3 separate regions of the Mus musculus genome follow, and all the other regions are linked to region 3. The links are chromatin contacts, called in public HiChIP or PLAC-seq and promoter capture Hi-C maps. All regions are on one chromosome and are shown on one strand. The core of a region is the stretch at or near the end of the contact, and the rest is flanking DNA. Distances in the headings are between cores, read along the strand shown. Region 1 holds the start of Tpbg (trophoblast glycoprotein). Region 2 holds the start of 4930554C24Rik (RIKEN cDNA 4930554C24 gene). Region 3 holds the start of Tent5a (terminal nucleotidyltransferase 5A).

Region 1 (5,042 bases), core at 1,362-3,861, 520 kb before region 3:
GTACCGAAAGGAATAGGGAAAATAAACATGTGCAGTTGTTCATGTCCTTACATTAACAGAACACACCGGGATTTTACATAACAAGGATCAAAGTCAATAGTGTCTACGGTGAAGTGTGGAAGTGGAGCAAGCCTAGTAAAGGGGAAAAAAAAACCCTTAAGTCTACACCTCATGCAGAGTCCTCCTTGACGGGTCCGGTTTCTCAGACATCCGAGTTGGAACTAAGATTTGTTAATCTGGGGTCCGCATTGATTTCGTATCTGTAATGATACCCTTCCATGTGATCCCTGCAGGCATCTCTGATGTTATGCATCCACTTTTTTATGCCTTTACGGTTCAAATACAAAACGAGGAGGAAAATAGCGCCTATCAGAGCTAAAACAATACCTAGGAAGACATAGGAAGTCTGCAGGGATTGGGGAAGGACAGCGTCACAGTCCAGGTCAGAGCTGTTGAGGTCTAAGAGGCCACGATTCCTCATTTTCTCCGGGAATGCGCAGGTAAGCCTGGCTTTATCTGGCACCACCTCTGTCTCTTTAAGCCAAGCCACCATGTCAGCCATGTAGCAGTCGCAAACCCAGGGATTGTTGTCCAGGAACACCTTGACATGAGCCAGGCCGTGCCACTCAGCCAAGGTGGAGTTGTGAAGGACCTTGAGGGCATTGTCCTCCAAGTGGAGGCTTTCGAGGTGTGTCAGGTTGCGGAAGGATGCGTAGGTCAGGCTCACCAGGGAATTGTTCCTGAGGTCCAGGTATCTGAGACTCGGCAGTTGGGCTAGTAAGTCCCGAGGCAGGAAAAGAAAGTGATTGCTGGCTAGCTCCAGGCGTGTAAGACCTCGGAGTGCAAGGCCTGAGCGCAGAGCTGCTGCCACCATGCCTTCGAAGGCCACCATACCCTCGAAGCTCCCGTTCTGCCTCTGATCCTCAGGGGGCACGATGTGATTCAGGATCAGCTCCTCCAGGGGGCTGGGGGCCGAGACGCTGGCGTTGCTGCCCGCAAAGGCGAAGGCGCTGAGGTTGGTGAGAGGGTTGTGGCTGAGGTCAAGCCGGCGCAGACCCGGCAGATGCTCGAAGGCACCTGCACACACTTCCTTCAGGTGGTTGCCGCTGAGGTTGAGCGCCTCCAGGTCGGCGAGCGGCGGCTGGCGGGCGAAGGCGCCCGCCGGGAGCACGGTCATCTGGTTGCCGGTAAGGAAAAGGTTGCGCACGTAAGGCGGTAGATCCGCCGGCACCTCCAGCAGGTTGCGGTTCACGCACTTAACCGTGCGCGCCGCCTCGGAGCACTCGCACGCCGCGGGGCATCTCTCGGCTGGCGGAGGCTGCGCAGACCCCGAGGCCAGGAAGGCTGCCGGGGAGGTGGAAGACGAGGGTACCGAAGAGCTGGGGGCCGACGCGGAGACCCAACCCAGCAGCACTAGCGCCAGCCTTGCCAACCTCAGCCGTCCGTCCCCGGCGGAGGGGCCCCGGGAGCCCGCCCCAGGCATCGCGGCTCGCGGTTCCCCGGAGCTGGGACAGCGCCCGCTCCGAAGACTCGACCGCCTGGGCCCGGCGGGCGCGAGCCGGCCGCAAGCGTCGACGGCAAACTTTCCTCGCGTGGGAGCAGAGGAGGGGACGCCAAAAGCTGGAACTTGGCTAACCCCGAGCCACCGGGCGTCCCCCTCCCGGAGCGGCACCCCGCCCTTCCCTCCAGTGAGTACGCACGGCGGGTCGGGACACGGGCCTTGGCGCTCCTCCTCCCGCCGCAGCTGGGGTGGGTGGCACCTCCTCAACTCCTTTGTTGGCGCCTCTCTCAGGGCAGGATCGGATGAGCGACCTGGGACAAGCGGGAGAGAAGCGTGAGGAGGAGTGACGGCCGCAGCTCCCCGAGTACGAACCAAGTAGTCCCCACACTAGCAACCCGGCCCAAGCTTCTGTGTGCGTCCTTCCTCCCTAGTGGGACGCGGTCCCCACTCCCAGGCGCTAAGCCTACCTCTTCCGGGCCCACACCATCAGGACCCGGGCCACCTCCCGCCTGGCTCCTGCCCGGATTGCCCTCCTCCCGCCTAGAACTTCACGCAGACCCCGCGGTGTCCAGCGAGCAAACTTCTCCTTTTTCCGGATCCCAGCTCCTACCGCCCCGGCCGACCACCTGCCTTCCGGGGTCCCCGCCCCCGCCGCTCCTCCCCCTCCCACCTTGGGATGAGAGCGAAGTTTCGGGTTACGGGACTCTTAAGAGCTTTTTTTTTTTTTTGGTACCTCCTTGGATTAGTGTGAAAAGGGGAGCAGAGCCGTACAGCTGTCGCCTACTCTCGACTCCCCAGTTCCTGGCCACCCAGCTCCCCGATCCCGAGAGGATCCAGACATCTCCAGAAAAACGGAGGGAACCCGCCAACAAAGCGGCCGTGGGACCGTGGGCGGTGTGGCAGCCAGGACCCCCCCCCCCCCGGCTCTCTTCACGCCCTAGTATAGAAAGGAACCCTGGTCCCGCCTCCAGGCTCCAAACCTGGCCGCTCGGTCCCCACTGCTCACCTCCGCACCCCGCGCCTGCAAAGCCAACTCCGAGGGCCACCCGAGTCCACGCGCCTTCCCAGCTCCTGCTGCGGGCGCCGACTCTCCTCTCAACCCCAGCCCCTGGCCCAACCTCCACGGCTGGGAAAAACCAAGCCGGGGGGCGGGGGAGGGCCAGGGCTGCAGGAGAGATCGCCGCCGCGCTGGCCACCTCTGCTGCCCCAGGTAGGGGCTTCAGGGAGGGATACGAGGGGCAACCTAGGCTGGGCGACTCCCCTAGGCGGAGATAAATGAGCAACGCATCCCGAGAAGGTGAGGGATTCCCCTTCTGTTCCCCCTCCCCGGCATCCTTTGGTGGTTCCGTATTTTGCATAGCGTATTTACCTCGGACAGAAACAAAACCGCTGGTGGACCTCTTGGAATTCACGCTGCTTCTGGCACCGCTGGCAGTGAGGAGAGGGATTTAAGCGTGAGCAAAGCAGCAGTAGAAGAAGGAGCTGCACAGGTTACATCCGCCGCGGCAAACGCCTGGGTTGTGAGGGAGATTCAGAAAGTCTCCTCTCTCGTGGCTCGGTTTGGCTGGCAACTTCAGTTTATGAGGTAGTTAGTTAATGCCTTCCTACCTGTGCCGCCCCCGCACGTCTAGGGTAGTTATCAAACTTGTAAAGACAGTCAACTTTAAAGTGGGGGAGGGTTACTGGAAAGGACACTCATTCTTGATTCATTATGGGTGGTTTTTTCCCCCCTCCTCTCAAAATTAAAACCAGAGGGAAGAAAATTGCAGCTAAAACACCCCAGAAACAAAAGCAAATTGCAAAGACGTGAGTCACCCGGAAAGCTCCCTACACCAGATGCGGTGCGTTGTGTCAGCACAAGTCACTTACGCAGGGAGCGCTCGCGGCGGGAGGTGGGCGGGCTGACCTGGGAAAGAAGTTTGTCCCAAAGTCTGTCTCCCAGGGGGCGCTGGCAGGCGCCGGATGATGGATTAGGGAAACGACTGGAATGCTTATAGGACCAATGTCATTAAGTCTGGAGAGAGTTGGAGTCCCGAACGCCCTCTCATTGCTCTCTCAAAAAGTCTTATCTGCTTTTCCTCAGTCAAATTTTCCCCAAGTTAAAAGGTGTGGGTGATTACAGACTATTTCATTTTAGAGAGAGAAACGATAGGAGAGATAAGGCTGGGAAAAAGAAGACCCAGTATAATAAAAGTATCAAGTTAAGGAAGCCGGGGATTGTTCCCCACAACATGCATCATGACTGTGGCGGTCCAATTCTGAGTCTATGGCTGTTTCTTTCTGTGGAAAGATAGTCCACAGAAACACCAGCCAAAATGGCCCAGGAAAAAAAGCTGCAGAGCCTGGAGACTGCAGAGATTTGTGCAAAAAGACAGTTTCATTAATTTGCATCTTCAGCACATTTATCTAAATCCCTTTCTCTTATTTTTAAAAGTGTTTTGCAGTATAAATGTGAAAAGCTTTGAGGGGAAAAAAAAACCGACTCAGAAGCTGAAGTCATATGTATGGCAATCATGACGATGGTTATGTAAACCCATACACGTGCTAAAACTCGTAAGACTGTACGCCGAAAAGGGCAATTTTACTGCCTACGTTTGTAGTAAAGTAAATGGCACGGGAAGAATTTTTCTGATCTTCTGGTGTGGTCTTAAATGGTTCTGTCAAAAGAGCAAGTGCTCTTGTGACCTAGCTTTTTAGCATTAAAAAAAAAAAAAAAAAAAAAAAAGTATTCTCATCTCATCTCAACATATACCTCAGAGGCAAGATACACTGTAGCATTGGGACGATCGTCCTGAATCCTTCCTGTTCAGCTTGCCAAACAAGCAAGCAAACAAACAAACAAAAAAGACTATGAGCTAGTGTGATCTGGGGTCAAATGTTTTCTACTTGCCTAGTCATGCCACTTAATAACAATTACCCAATTTTACTCTGCATATCACAACCAAGATAAATCTTCTCACCAGATTTACCCATGAGAAAGCAGGCATGCTGGTATAGAACAATGTCAAGTGGAAGGTGGAGATGGAACCAGGACAAACTTACCTGCTTTTCATGTCTTCCCATTCCATGTCTAGGCCAGATGAAGAGATTTGTGCAAAGTCTCAATCTTTGGATATATTCAGCCTTCAGCCAAAGGGTGGTGATGAATGCATCCAATACACACACACACACACACACAAAGATGTTACAGACTTAGTTAAAACATGAGATTCTTATTTTGTAACCCAATTGTATGGTTTTCCCATGTGAACTTTATGCTGACAGCATCACCATCCAGGCAGGCCTGAGGGAGCCAAATAAGCAACACACCTGAGTGTCTTTCAGCTTCCCTCTGCAGTTCACAGCTACTTAGAACTAGAAGCAGAGGCATTTATAGCTCCAACACTTACACAGGGACCGCTGTTCTGATACTAAATCTGTAAAATGGAGCCACAAGTACAATTCAAAAGATCTCCACGAGAATTGAGATGGCACTTATCAATACCATCTGTTGTCATTCTCTCTCTAATTAATCTCCCTCCAGTTATCAATTATAATTTAT
Region 2 (4,426 bases), core at 91-2,590, 550 kb after region 3:
TCTAAAAACAATATAAGAATTATTTGCTATAATGATGCTCCATAAGGTGTGGCATCTTAATGGTCTTCATTACATTGAAACTTCTGCAGTTATGGTGTCATGGTGTCCCCAAATAGTGCAATAGGCAATCTCATTAGCTTTAAGTTAGGAAAGACAGAATATGATAGTGTCAGTAAACCTCGGGGGCAGTTTGATTAATCTCTTTGTCTCTTTGTGAGTTCTAAGTAAAAGCAGTAGGGAAATAACACATTTTCAAGAATGAAACAATTCTGCCTTGGTAAAGAAGTGTTCTGACAGGATGCAGAGTGAAGCCTCCTCAAGGGGCACTTGGTTTATCAGAATGAGTCACCCTCCCACATGTCAGATTGTGGTTTCCGTCCCTTTCCTGTGGCTTTCTCTAGGTGCCCAGAGAAAACAAATCTTTATTACTAAAAGGCAACTCCAAACAGTCAACACTTGTCCTCACTAGATACTAACTCTAGACATGAGCAGAACATTTTTAGATATGAGTAGATTAATGCTGGAGCTAAAAATCTCATCTGTGGTTCAATATTTCCCACAATCATCAACCAAATACATGGTAATATATATAGCACTTTATGCATCCAGCTAAACATTGTGACAGGTGAGGTATTGGTTTATTAGTTTATTTGTTTATTGCGGAGACTTCTGTAAGGATCGCATTTTACTAAGGCTAACACGCCTGGACTCTTAACACTGTGTGATCCTTGTATTTCAGTCAATACCCATGATTGACTTTTTCCCACGTAGGTGTAACAAGTAATCCAACTGTTCGCATTAAGGCAATGATGCTCAGAGACTCTGAGGAACTCACAGTAGCAGAGCAGGTATCTTTTTACTTTACGATATCGGAATGAATACGGAGCTGAATTAAGTGCAAGCTCGGATTTGGGACTGTTAGCACATTCATCTCAACAAGTACTGACATTCAGAACAATTTATCTAACTTTCCTTTGTTTCAATTTCCTGTGAAATACGTTTGAACAATATTTTTACCAAACCGTCCCGCATCTTATACACTACCTCAGAGAGAGATGGGGAAACTTGAAGGGTTTCTGCGACCTCAGATTGAAAACCTGGGAGCAGCTTTCATCCCACTCAGTTTGAACCTGTCTGTGGCCGCTGAGCCCGCAGACTGTTTAAAGTTCCTGTGGCTTGGGTGGAAGCCAGACTTTACAGTCACTGTTTCACAGGAGAGATTTTTTTCCGCCTCTCAGTAACTGGCCAGAATTTAAATCTTTCAGTGGTAGAAACTGATTGAAAGCACCGGGGGAAGGTGAGATTGAACGCCGGAGCCCTTTAGTTAGTGTGCTCTGTTTAACAGATAAGCCAACAGTTAAAAAAGAAAACGGAAGCCAAACATTCTCAGGTTCTAACAGAAGTCATCGGTTTTTGTCTCTGGCTGGGTGCAGCTTGGACATACAGAGTGCCTGCATCCTTCCTAGAGCGTCAATAACACCTGTCCTTGCCCTTGGAGGTCTTGAGGACATATTTTGTCCATTCAATCATTTCCTTATTCATTCACCCAGTACTAACCAGAACATCCATCACATTGTACTCAAGACTCAATAAAACATGTCATTGTTCCAGAACCGGCAGATTCTTAGTGTATTTGGATCCAGGCTATAATCACTCCATTCTGAAGCCACTGAATTTGCTTTGTAATCCAATATAGTGTACAATGACAGCCTTGCAAAAATATTCAACATGATATGATGTAATGATAACATGATATAATGAAACACAATCATAAAATAACACATATCATACAATTTGATTTATATGCACTGAAAAAATCCACAGTTTAAAAAAAATGCAGGAAACAATATCTCAGGAATGATGGAGGGGATATTGAATCAATGGGGTACTAACAGTCTACTTACCAAGCTGTGGACTCTGGGAGCTATAGTAAGGACTGGCCTTATAAGATGCCTACGTGTGAAAATAAATATTATAGAGGATTTAAGATCTGCTCTACAAGAGAAAACTTATTTTGGTTTTTTAAATCTGGATAAGAGTGTGTGCAAGGGTAATCTATATGCCCCATCTACTAGTATTATTTTGCTAAGTGGAGATAATATCAACCTGACCTCAGAGTTTGTATCTCTGTCCCCATAAACGAGTTCAGCTCTAGGGCTTCATCAGGGAGGCGTCTTTGTGTAACAGTTAATACAGACGCTCACAGCTGAGGAAGTACAAAACCGAAGGTGTCTGTGGACTGCCCAGCTACAGGTGAGATGGCTATGCCACATCCCTTCACCCCAAGGATTAGGGGACATAGAGAAATAGAGGACAAAAAACTCATAAACGCCAAAATCTGGGGAGGCCCACAGTCAGCCTGCTGTACTCATGAGCTCTCAGCAGCTGTGGTTGCCTGTCCAGGATAAGCATAAGATTAAGCCAGTCAACATTCCATCATGAATGGCATCATGGATGCCTCATCCCCGAGCTACTGGGTGAAGGAGAGTCAATTTGGGTGGGGGACATGACACCTGGTAGTTTGAACAAGCCCCAGTAGATGACCCAAAAACTCTTGTACAAATAGCAGCAGGGAAATTGAAGTCAGTTGGTTTTTAAAGAGAGATAGCTATGGATGACATCGATGATATAGATGATATAGGTCGATATAGATGTAAATATTGATATTAATATAAATATCTTATTTTGCCTCCACAGTGCTAGGATTTCAGGCACCTGATGCCACACCTGGCATTTATAGATTCTGAGGGTCTGAGTAAGTCACTTTTACCCATTCCACAGTGTTCCTAGTCCCAAAATATTGTCATTATTTAATGACATAAATATAAAATACAAAATGTGAGGTGTTTCTTAATTATGTCTCTGAAACGGAGAAAAGTTCTAATTGTCATTACTAGAAAACTGGTCATTTTTATTCCCTCTTAAACATCTTGAGCCTTAAGGTTTCTCATGTTTTTAACTTAGTCCTGCTTAAAATCTCTCTAAAGATGTATTAAGAAATAAATAATATGAGCTAAGAAAAATAAAATATAATAACAGAACCTAGGTGGTGGATATATGGACATTACTATTAAAATACTTTACCTTTTTTTCCGAAGATATAATTTTCACTAAACCAAATGTCAGACTTGATCTAAGATTATTCTCTGTGAAAACAGTCTAAAACTGGAAACACCTGTGGAAATGGTTCATTGTTCCCAATTTTCCACAGTCTAAGACCATATTTGAAGTGGAAGACAGACAAGTCTACAGACAAGTTATTCTTTCTTCATGATCTTATACTTCTGTGGATTTGAGTGTATTCTATATAAATGGCAGAGTTGTGTGATCAGAAAATGCATGTTAAATTAACTGTATACTTATTTGTACTTTTTGACAAATCGCCTTTTGGTATTAAGTATACCTTAATATGGATGGACTAGCTAAAGATATTTCAATATATTCTTTCATCTTGTTGGTAGGGATTCCCTGGCTTCCTCCAATTCTATTCTCTTTCTCTTTTACATCGCATGCTTTGATAGTTTTGTAATTTAATTGCATTTTTATACCTATGGCTATCAAGAGATATCTATAGATACAATGAGCTTGTATTTAGGAATTTGACACCTTCTTATGAAGGTTAATTTAACATGCATTTTTTTGGTGTAACAAAAAAAAGGAGTAATAGATATAAAATTATAGTTGAAGAAGTCAGAACCTCTCTTTCAGCAACTGATAATCAGACATAAAAGAAGCAAAAATAAAAGAACGGTGTGCCACAACATAGCTTATCATGAATAATAATGCTAATACCAGGACAAGCTACACACTCTTCTCTAGTAACTCTAGCACACTGGCTAGTATAAAGCTTAACCTATATCATTTAGCAAACATCAACAAATAAAAAGAAATATCAGCACTGAAATAAATGTAATCAAATATGAAAAGATATGGAAACTAAGCAACCCAACTGTAAGGAATCAATAAATCAAAAATCTCTCAAGCAGAGGCTGTAGTTAAAGAGTGTCATGCACACACACACACACACACACACACACACGCAGACACACACACACACACACGCACACACACAGGCACACACACTGACACACAGAGACATCATGGGAAATTACAGAAATACAATGAAATAATTGAAATGTAAAACAAATCCACAAAAACAGAACTTGTATATAAACCTGGAGCAGTGCGGAGAGGTATCTGTGGCCCTAAATTGACATATCTGAAAGAGAAAGCTATTGATCAATGATTTTAAATGATAGTTAAATAACCTGAGAAGAGAAGAATCAAAACAAATCTAATTTAAACTAGAAAAATAGAGAAAAATCAACAAATCAATGAGGTCATTTTCTGAAAAGCTATTAAGAAGGATGGCATGTCTAGTGAAATACACAATGAAAGTTAAAATCAATAACATTAGAAATGAAAT
Region 3 (4,898 bases), core at 2,170-4,669:
GTAGGTGCCTTTAAATACTGAACTGTCTCTCCAGCTCCTTGTGGTGGCTTTAGCCTTATCCTATTGCCATTGGTCTTTCTTCTCTTTCATTTTCAAGGGGAAAGACTAAATTACCAAATAAGCCCAGAAGCTAAAGCCTCCTATCCTTTCTCCAAACATCAAGTCCATGTGAATCTAATCCCAGAATAGCCATGCTATGAAGTGTCTTGGCTGTGAATGTTCTGGGAAACACAGAGTTTCTTATTTAGTACTTCCATTGGCCGTCCACAGAAAGCAAGTGGGTGCTCACAACTGCAAACTTTGCAGTTTCGTGTAAGGACGGCTGCAGTTTTCCAGAATATAAATATTACCTCGTTTTGACGACAGAAGAGGAGCAATGAAGAACATATGCTTCCATTCAGCAGTGTGTAACCCGTAGCTTTTCTATGCAGCAGGCATATATTAATCCAATAATTCAATTGCCTTCCTTGGCACAGCCAAGAGTGAGTTGCCCCAGATGTCCCAGTCTGGGAGGCAGGCAGGAGGGTCTAGTTAAGCCTGGCAGTGTGGAATGCTCTGTTATTAAGGAAGTGTTATCCACAAAGAACTGCCAGCTAGAGGAAATGGTGTGTTCCCCACCATGGCCAGTGGCTGGGACTCTTCTTTTCCCTAGCACGTGGTATGGCACAGTAGGCCTGTCTCAGCCAAGACTCCTGTTCTTGGGAGAGATCTTGGGAGCAGCTGTGCAAAGAAGGGAGCCCATTCTTGAGGGGGGGAGTGGTGTCTCCCCACTTAGAGAATAGGATGCAACTGCCCAAGAAGTGGAAAGGTAGAAGCTCTGGCTGGGCCCTCTTGTCAGGATCCCCGCCCTGGCAACTTTCTAAAGCAGTTGAGTCTTCAGCCTCCTAGGACACATCGCACGTGTGAGTAAGGAGCTAGTCTGCTCACAGGCTACTCTATTTTCCAGCTTCATTTTCCTCAGGCTTTTTGATGGAAGCTTAAAACGCTGTACAAAGTAATGAGAGTGGGGCTGAACTATTGCTTTTTTTTTTATATAAAGGCAATGTATTTAATATATGACCAGCCACTTTGACGTTATTTTAAGAAGACTCAAAATTATCAGCCTTTGAAGAAAATCATTCCTGGTACTTTATCAAGAAAATATTTTTTATTCTCTCTCTGTCTCTCTCTCTCTTTCTCGTTAAATTCAGAGAGAGCTACGTAAACACTCTATCTTTGAGCTTTATTGAGAGTATTCTCGCCGGGAGGTGGTGGCGCACGCCTTTAATCCCAGCACTTGGGAGACAGAGGCAGGCAGATTTCTGAGTTCGAGGTCATCCTGGTCTACAAAGTGAGTTCCAGGACAGCCAGGGATATACAGAGAAAGCCTGTCTCAAAAACCAAAAAAAAAAAAAGGAAGAAAGAAGAGTATTCTCCTCTCTTACTTGTCCCCCTTGCTGCAGGTGCTTGCCTCAGTGTCCCCCCCCCCCCAAGACGGAAGAACTAAGCCACTGACATCTCTTAGGGCGAGAGCATTCACAGTCAAACGAGTGTTCAAGGCCTGAGCCCATCACGATCATTACCTCTTAATCCCTTTATTTCCAACCCCCTATGGCCCCTTTCTTGGCCTGAAGGCTGTAAGGTGTGTAGAAGAGCTCAGGGTGGAGGTGGTGGCTCACAGATGTAATCACATCACTCCAGAAGAGGTTGATTTTTAGGTCAGTCTGAGCTATATAGCTAGACTGTCACATGCAAGCTCATGTGAGATTGTCGTACACACAGAGGCACGCGAGCACATATACACAGACAATTTCATATATACAAAATGTGTTGCTAGGTAGCATTCATGGTTGGACATGTCCTGAAAGGAAGCAGTGGGATTTGAGAACAAGGTTGGGATCCAAGTCTCCTTTTCATCGCTCAATCCAATTTGGCCTAGGTTCGGCCTATGCTAAGAAAGCCTGGCTTCTAGTTTCTCCATTTTGTGGACTCACAGCTCCACGGGGCACCAGCAGGGGGCGGCGTTGTCACGCAGCTAGATTTGCGTGGGCGACACCCCTGCATCCCATCCCTCAACTCAGGTTGGGCTTCTAGACCAGGGCTCCCTAAATTCAGAGGCTGATTCTCTGAAGTTGTCTAGGGTCATGGGGGTAATGGCTGTTCATCTCAGGGCCTCTCCTCTCTACCCTGACTGCCTCGTTCGGCTCACAGCCTCTACCTGGATCAAGGACTGCAAAGCATTACTTTGAACGGAGGCAGCAGCGGGGCGGCGGAGGAAGTGGACAAGCGAAAGCAGGGAGCTTTCTAGCAAACAGTGCGGTGCCAGAGCGCAGAGATAACCTTTTCCAACCCTTAAGCACTCCACTGGCGACTGAAGCTGGAGGGGGAGAAACTTCTCGTCTTTTAAATTTGCCCTTAATGGCCGGTAAGAAGCCAGAGCCTACTTTGATCATTGACGTTTTATCCGCTTAAGAACTGAGAACCTTAGAGGCTGCGAGGAACGCGCTTCTCCCAAGTCTGAGCCGAAGGACCGCCACCCTGGCGGCCGCTTTTCGTGCACTGCTGGGGTTGCGCTCCGAGACCCCGCGGGTTGGCCGCGAGCCCGCGGAGCTGTGTGATAGGAGACGCGCGCCTGCCCAGCTCGCGGGCAGCAGCTGGACGCGCACTCAGGCTGGCTGGCTGGTACCGGACTCCCCACCCCACCCCCACCCCCCCACCAGCACTTCTCGAGGTTTCGAGAATCGAAACTCAGTTCTCAGCAAACCCTCCCCCTCCCTCACAGAGACTGACGTGCGTGACCAGTTGCCTCTGGAGACCACACTTGGCCCAGGGTCCAGAGTGGAATCGGCGGTCTAGCCACAAACGGACACTGTTGAGGGAACCTCCAGGAGACCCAGTTACGCGGCAATGACGCGCTCCACCCGGCCAGAAGGCTAGGCTTGGGAAGTTTCTATAGTTGCGTGATTTTTAACCCTGATCCGGTTTTGATGGCCATCTATCACATTTGAGGCAAAGTGTCTCCTCTTTAGGGGTGTGTGTGTGCGCGCGCGCGTGTGTGGACGTGCAGAAATGGATAAATCTACACGTAGGAGCCACAGGCATCTGTCTGTGCTCATAGCCAGGGGCTGCGCACCCTGGCCTAGCTCCAGCAGCTCTGAGCTCCGGCGACTGTCCACCCAGCGCTGGGGGCGGTGCTCTATGCAAATGAGAGGGTGTGGCGAGCGCTGCGCGCTGGGGCCCCGGAAGCGCGGAGAAGCCCGGTATAAAAAAAGTACTGAAGACATTTCCCCCCGCACAACTGCTAAAGCTCCAGAGACGCGAGTGTGCGCGGTGGCATCGGCGGCGTCGAGAGCCGCCACCTCCGAGACCACCGCAGCGGGGGCGCGGGCGGGGCGCGGGCAAGGGGCGGGAACGCTCAGGGCGCGGCGGGGGTCGGCGCGGAGAAGTCGCGGGCCGCTGCCGGGAGCGCACTCGCAGCTCCTGCGAAGTGTGTCCGCCTCGCGGTTCCTCGCTCGCCTGCGCTCCTAGAAGGGGCGGCCGCCTCCAGGTGACACAGACGGGACTCTCGCTTGTGCTTTCCAGATGCATCAGAGATACTTTTGGTGCGGGGCTGCTCTGCGGGGCGCGGCGCGCGGCTGGGCATTGGGGTCGGTGAGGGTTGGGGGAGGAGGGCTACTATGGGCGTCACGATCGGGGAGGGGAAGCCCAGGCCCCTCGGCGGGACCCCTGTCCCCTCACCCGCACACCTCTCTGCCGCTCCCCTAAATCCACTCTTTCCTCTTAGGACTGACCAAGGCCAAGTGGCTTTCGGAGGGCACTACATGGCCGAGGGCGAAGGGTACTTTGCCATGGCAGAGGACGAGCTGACCGGCGGCCCTTACATCCCCCTGGGTGGTGACTTCGGCGGCGGCGGCAGCAGCTTCGGCGACCGCTGCTCGGACTATTGCGAAAGCCCCACGGCGCACTGCAATGTGCTGAACTGGGAGCAAGTGCAGCGGTTGGACGGCATTCTGAGCGAGACCATCCCGATCCACGGGCGCGGCAACTTCCCCACGCTCGAGCTGCAGCCAAGCCTGATTGTGAAGGTGGTGAGGAGGCGCCTGGAAGAGAAGGGCATAGGTGTCCGCGACGTGCGCCTCAACGGCTCAGCCGCCAGTCACGTCCTGCACCAGGACAGTGGCCTAGGCTACAAGGACCTGGACCTCATCTTCTGCGCTGACCTGCGTGGGGAAGAGGAGTTTCAGACTGTGAAGGACGTCGTTCTGGATTGCCTGTTAGACTTCTTGCCCGAAGGGGTGAACAAGGAGAAGATCACACCGCTCACTCTCAAGGTAAAGCCACCTGATGGGCTTGGGCAGAGCAGGGGTGGGGAGAAAGCAAGCCCAGCTTGCCTTGACTGCCGTCAGTATGGCCATAGTGAGTTCGTTTATTTATTTTTTTATTATTTTTTTTTCACGAGCGCACTAATGCGCGTGAGTGGTGTGGAGTGTTTTAGTTTCCTGGGAGATCCAGCGCCACAACTCTGTGCTTCCTCCTCTGCGTTTCCTTCTCTTCCTTCTCTCTATGGTTTAACTCTTGACTTTCCTTGCTGGACTCTTGTCCAGAGTATAACGTGATTGGTGGAAGGATGGAATGATGTAAATAATTTTTTTGAGTCATCTTGTAATCTAGACTTTGGGAAAAATAGCAGCCTGAAGCAGAACTGAGTCAATGGTTTTTATTATATTGGAAAATGTGAATCGATCCATACTCCACTGACTTCGGCGTTTAAGATATTTGATGCTTTTCCCTGTTAATTCACAGAGTCGAGGGTGTAATAGTGTGCCCCTCCCCTTCGGTTTAGGTGGCGTTTTGTATAATTAATTAAAGTTGTCTGAAGGCAATTTAGTTCCTCTTTGGCTGTAACTGTAGAGTGTCGC

The links. HiChIP or PLAC-seq counts read pairs in DNA pulled down with a chosen protein or histone mark. Capture Hi-C pulls out chosen DNA fragments and counts their contacts.
Region 1: a promoter capture Hi-C map of adipose tissue shows a contact between it and region 3. The contact joins the promoter of Tpbg here to the promoter of Tent5a in region 3. A contact is called at or near these places in 1 of 484 Hi-C or Micro-C datasets (embryonic stem cells), 1 of 115 datasets of contacts at active chromatin or transcription factors (pancreatic cancer cells) and 1 of 9 other capture datasets (adipose tissue).
Region 2: an H3K4me3 HiChIP or PLAC-seq map of bone marrow-derived macrophages shows a contact between it and region 3, with 6 times the contacts expected there. The contact joins the promoter of 4930554C24Rik here to the promoter of Tent5a in region 3. A contact is called at or near these places in 12 of 39 promoter capture datasets (the 3T3-L1 cell line, 3T3-L1-derived adipocytes, the HPC-7 cell line and 7 more), 1 of 15 datasets of contacts at CTCF or cohesin (CD8 T cells), 15 of 484 Hi-C or Micro-C datasets (CD8 T cells, LSK cells, the MNK3 cell line and 9 more), 21 of 115 datasets of contacts at active chromatin or transcription factors (CD8 T cells, Th17 cells, acute myeloid leukemia and 14 more) and 4 of 9 other capture datasets (adipose tissue, embryonic stem cells, liver and 1 more).

Annotation. Positions count from the first base shown.
Region 1 is chr9:85,840,421-85,845,462 of GRCm38.p6, reverse strand. It overlaps Tpbg (trophoblast glycoprotein), which reads right to left and starts at 2,611. Exons shown (of 2, transcript NM_001164792.1): 1 at 2,508-2,611; 2 at 1-1,812. The coding sequence starts at 1,483. The coding sequence ends at 203. It overlaps LOC115487186 (a long non-coding RNA gene), which reads left to right and starts at 1,783. Exons shown (of 2, transcript XR_003948199.1): 1 at 1,783-1,865; 2 at 2,248-4,121.
Region 2 is chr9:84,771,312-84,775,737 of GRCm38.p6, reverse strand. 4930554C24Rik (RIKEN cDNA 4930554C24 gene) reads right to left here and starts at 1,340. Exons shown (of 5, transcript NR_040739.1): 1 at 1,045-1,340.
Region 3 is chr9:85,325,671-85,330,568 of GRCm38.p6, reverse strand. Tent5a (terminal nucleotidyltransferase 5A) reads left to right here and starts at 3,419. Exons shown (of 3, transcript NM_001160379.1): 1 at 3,419-3,526; 2 at 3,764-4,310. The coding sequence starts at 3,801.